Regions from separate parts of the Mus musculus genome. Here region 2 is linked to region 1. Evidence: chromatin contacts called from public Hi-C data. All regions are on one chromosome and are shown on one strand. Each heading gives the region's core, a stretch centred on a gene start, on an enhancer-like site or on the middle of the called end of the contact. The rest is flanking DNA. Distances are from core to core; before and after follow the strand shown.

Region 1 (2,548 bases), core at 21-2,520:
CTGGCCTTGAACTTAATCTGCCTGCCTCTGTCTCCTGGGATTAAAGGGGTGCTACCACTGCCCAGTTTATCTATCTGCCATTCTTTTTTTTTTTTTTTTTTTTTTTTGGTTTTTCGAGACAAGGTTTCTCTGTATAGCCCTGGTTGTCAACTCACTCTGTAGACCAGGCTGGCCTCAAACTCAGAAATCTGCCTGCCTCTGCCTCCCGAGTGCTGGGATTAAAGTTGTGAGCCACCACGCCCAACTTATTTCTCAGTTTTAACTAATATTCCCTGGTTGGCCAATTTTAAAGACAAGTCCCTTCCCGCATCATTTCTTTATCTACATCACTTATCCTTTCCTGCTTCTCACAGAATACAGAAAAGACTATATCCAGAAAGACCTTTTCACTCTGCCAAACTCCATCCTTTTACGAGCCTGTTCAAGAGCATCCTCTTTATGAAAATTTCAAACTGACTTTGCTATTTCTGGTTACAGAATCTTACTGTACTTTTTCATGCAAACGGATAACTTCCGTTTATTGGTGGGGATGTATACATAGCTCGTTAGAACCCAAGGAAGCCGTGCTTTTTCCCTTTACAGTCCTTTTACAGCTAGACTCACAGCGTTTGACCTTCAGTAAGGTCTCAGATGATGCTAGAATCTGGTTACCTTTCCAGATTTAATATTAATGAAATGCAGACCTAACATTTAGCAAGTCTTAGTTGTTCAACTGCCATTGCACTTTGGCTGCTATCTTACAAGTCCGTAGCTTAGGCAGAGAAAGTGACCATTTAATCACACATTTTTCAGAGAAGAATTGATAAGGTGGGCTTGGCGGCATGCTTTAACCAAGGAGGAGGCGATTTGGAAAATGATGGGAGAATTAACACTCAGCCTTTATAGCTTTTCTGAACTCTGAGACATTCTTCTCTTTGATCTTTAAACGACCAGGTCTTTCTCTCAGTTCTCCTTGACTTTCGGAAGACACTGAGAACCGGGAGGTGAAGCCACCCCGCCAGCGTCTGTAAAGCCTTTAAGCGGCCCGCGGGGGATCGCACCTCCCGGGTCTCAGAGTCGCTGAGAGGGAGGGGCACATCGCGGCTGGCTGAAGTGTCACGACGCTCTCCTCAAGTCCCGGGGGTCGCTGGGTCCTGGGACTCACCTTCTCTCAACCCGCGAGCTGGAAGCCATAACCAGCCAGTGGCAGCGGGGCCTGCCAGGAACGCTTGGAGCTGCCGCCCGCAGCCTGACACCAGAGCCCTGAGGGCCGCCATCTTGGAACGCACCTGACCGCGTGTGCACTTCCGCTTCCGGAGCAGGGGTGTGCGCAGCCGCTGTGCGGCGGGAGGGTTTCTCGTGGTCACCGATCCCTTCTGTTTCTGTCACCTCCTCTGTCTGTAAATTACACGCCACCCGGTTTCCTTAGTTTTTCTTCCTGCTGGGCAGCTTTTGTGACTGAGGCTAGACCTGTCAGGACAGATTGGGATGGTAAGGACTCTGGCCCTCAGCATCAGAGGTGGAATACAGTTGACCACCCCTCCCACCTGCCGATCTTTGTTGCTAATACACACTTTCTTTTCTTTTCTAAAAGATTTATTTATTTAGTTAGTTAGCTAGTTATTTAATGTATATGAGTACACTGTAGCTGTACAGATGGTTGTGAGCCATCATTGCTTGCTCTCCTGCCCAAAGATATTATTATATCTAATTACACTGTAGCTGTCTTCAGACACCCCAGAAGAGGGCGTCAGATCTCATTACAGATGGTTGTGAGCCACCATGTGGTTGCTGGGATTTGAACTCAGGACCTTCGGAAGAGTGGTTGGTGCTCTTAACCGCTGAGCCATCTCTCCAGCCCCTTATACACACTTTCAATCTTTGTGTTTATATACACTTCCCTGATTTCTTGCAGGGTTTGGAATTATAGAATGCTTTGGTCAGGAGACAGGATTCCTACAAATGACTTTGGTCAGTCCGCCAGTGCAGAGAGGAATGCGAAGCTGGGCCACCCTAGTCACCCTTGTGGCTGCATCCTGGGAAGCCCAGGGCATCCCTAGTTCTTTATGAATGGAAACAACACCGCTCCCCCCTCCCCCCCTATAAAGAGTCACTGCCAGCGTTTCCCACATTGGCACCTCTTTTGTCCTTCACTGTTTTGGAATGAACAGACCTCTCTGCGGAGAAAAGGCTTTAGCCTCTTTTTCGGTCTTCTGTCTCCCTACACTGCCTAAGAGATCTAACATTTGGTGTCAAAGCCCGGGTTGCTGCACCACCATTATGCTAGGTTATTTAAAGGCAGCTGTAGAGAGACAGAAAGAGAGGCTCAGTTTGTCCTTAGCAGGGACAATGCTTATTCTCAGCAAGGGAAGATGGGCAACAGCCCCTTACAGGAGTAGAAATGACTTCGTAGTCTGAAAGGGAAGCTGAGAGATGTGGCCTTTCAGCTGGAAACAATCAGTTAGCCCATGCATCATAAAAGGGAGCTCACTCAGTTGGGGGTGATGTAGTGGATTCTGACCCATTAAGTTCTTCCCATGGATGTACACCTTGTGTGAGCATCCATGGG
Region 2 (2,548 bases), core at 28-2,527, 540 kb before region 1:
ACCAAGCAAGAAAGCACCTAGACTAAGTTTAGCTTCCCAGAAACATCTCAGAACGCTGCCCCCTAATCTCCAACCTTCACAAATACCAGTGTAATGTGTTTATCCAGTTACTTGGTAATCACTTGGTAAACCTCTGATATAATTCTCCAAGGAAATGGTCTCCCTTTCATCATCTTCTAAATCCTTTCAAGTTCTTGCCTGGAAACCTTTCCTTCCCTGAAGAATTCACTTCTCCAGAGCTGGTAAACTCCACACACCTATCACCACCATCAGCAGTGGTGCCTTTTGCCCAATGCACGGTTTGAGGAATTTTCGAGTATGAATGGAAATGATTATTTTGCTTTTCCACTGGCTGTAGACTAAGTGTTTGGTTTAGCTTGAATTATAAAATATACATTCGCTAAATTCTGCCATGCTCAGCCTGAGAAATGCAGAGAAGCAAGATCAGTAATTTCTTTTCTTTTCTTTCTTTCTTTCTTTTGTGTGTGTGTGTGATTCACCATTGCCCACTACAGACCCACTGTTCGACAGTCCCTAATATCAGCAATAACCCAGTCGTACATTAAAACAGTTAAGAGCACTGGTTCTAGGAGGTAGAGGAAGCGCATAGAATGAGCGAGGCTCTAGGTTTAATCTGCAGTAGCAGGGCAAGTTGCGAAGCCCGTCTGTCTAGCCCCAGAAGGTGTAAGACTGCTGACCAGGTTTCTCATCCCCAAAATGTGCATAAGAACTCTCAGGAGGTCGGTTAATTCAGTCCTCTTCTCTGCCTGGTTTACGGCTGGCACCTTAATGTTACTTCTGCAACCTGTTTAGTAAAGGCTTGCAAAAGCACTTGGAAGCCCGTATCTGAGATCGGGATTGACGGAGAACGAAGGTCACGTGATCTCGCCTAGCCTTGCGGGATCCCGGACAGCCCAGGCGGAAAGAACCAATCCTAGTTCCCAGGTAAGCGGATTACCTGGGCAGCAGGGAGCAGAGTCGGAACCCGGGCGGTAATGGCCGCGGATGCCAGGCTCAAAGAGCGCAGAGCACTCGTCAGCGCACACAGCGCCATGGGCCGGCCGGGCTCCTCCGCGCCGTGCTCGCTTTTACCTTCATCCAGAGCCTGGCGCTCTGGGATGACGTTCCGGTCCCGGTCCCGTCGCTTTCCAATGACGCGAGAGAGGCGGGCACAGAACGGCAGCGCCGCAGGATACACGCTTTCTTGCCTCTCCAAAGAACAAGTTCTCAGCCAATCATCGGGGGGGGGGGTTGCTCGGGTCACGTGACGGGCGGCAGTCCCCGCCCCTTGGAGCCGTCAAAACAATTGCCTCGAGCGGCAGCCATGATAAATTTAAAGGGGCAGCACCCACGGAGGCGGTAGCCGGACCGGCAGACTGCAGGTGAGTCTTTGGGAGTACCCCTGGGGCTGAGAATTAAGATTACACTGACTCTTATTCCCACATTCCGGGACAAATGAATAAGTCCCTTCCTACTAACCTCAGAAAACTTTAGACTGACTCAAAAACTCCGCCCCCCCGCGATTCTTCCCCGCCCCTCGGCGTCCAGACAGTGGGATAACCTGCCCCGCCCCCTATGGGAACCCCTGACTGTGACCTCGAGCTGGTCTGATGTCGGGTCCCGGGCAGCAACTCTGTTCTCACTCACTCTGCCCTTCCTCTCCCCTCAGCCTTTGGCGATCTTACTCTGTCCTCACCCTCGGCCCTCGGGGCGAGGCAGGAACCTTAGACACTCCTGAACTGTGGGCCCTCAGGCTTCGGTAGCCTGCGCTCGGAGCCTTGCTCCGTGACCCCACTGTGCTCAGCAGATCTGCTATGCATCCCTGAACCATCCGGCACTTGCGAGACATTTTAAGGCGCCTGTTAGGTGATTATGTCAGACAAAGCTATGGAAGGAGGCGATTGCCGTAATCCTGTTGGGAATCCTAACCGGGTCTCCCTTCTCAGGGACACCACACCCCTTGCTGCAGGTCTCCTTATCGGGAGAAAGTAACTGCACCGAGCTGGAATGAGGAGAGTGACTTAAGGAAGAAGGGACATTAGTACAAGTCTTTGAAGAACCTGTAGGCTGGAGGAGGGAGGGTGTTTGTCCTGGGTGGGGCTCCGTGCCAGGTCCTCTGAGAGGCTGTGAGGTGGTGACAGAGAAGGGGTGGGACTGCCGGACTTCTGGACTTTGGGCAGTACAAAGCCTTCTAAATCCTTAGTTTCAGGTCAGAGTTTCTTCCGGGCTCTGGCCTGGGAGCCGCCTGAAGCCAAGAGCTTCTGCTCTGTAAGCAGGTAAGGAGACTTCAGGGATGAGTTTGGAGGAAGTAGGAAGACCGGCTGAATTCGGGGGGGGGGGGGGGGAGTGAGGCCAGAAGGTGGTTTGGAAGGAGATCAGCAGGTTGGGAGGTGCTGGGCTTAGTGCCTTTGCTGATGCAGCCTGAAGACCTTGAACCTTCCAGAGCCTTGTCATGACGGCTGCTGTTTCCTGTACTCCCACATCCCTAACCTTGGGTCCTTCCCCTTTATTGGGACACTGCTTTCTGCACAGCTCTCCCACAAGTCCT

Evidence for each region. Hi-C and Micro-C count contacts between places; a contact is called where the count stands out from the background.
Region 2: a contact with region 1 is called in a Hi-C map of CD8 T cells, with 6 times the contacts expected there. The contact joins the promoter of Klc4 here to the promoter of Mrps18a in region 1. A contact is called at or near these places in 1 of 484 Hi-C or Micro-C datasets (CD8 T cells), 1 of 115 datasets of contacts at active chromatin or transcription factors (stem cell-derived neural progenitor cells) and 1 of 9 other capture datasets (liver).

What each region holds. Positions count from the first base shown.
Region 1 is chr17:46,109,726-46,112,273 of GRCm38.p6, reverse strand. Mrps18a (mitochondrial ribosomal protein S18A) reads right to left here and starts at 1,270. Exons shown (of 6, transcript NM_026768.3): 1 at 1,145-1,270. The coding sequence starts at 1,256.
Region 2 is chr17:46,644,809-46,647,356 of GRCm38.p6, reverse strand. Klc4 (kinesin light chain 4) reads left to right here and starts at 1,277. Exons shown (of 16, transcript NM_001357130.1): 1 at 1,277-1,382. It overlaps Mrpl2 (mitochondrial ribosomal protein L2), which reads right to left and starts at 1,128. Exons shown (of 7, transcript NM_025302.4): 1 at 959-1,128. The coding sequence starts at 1,054.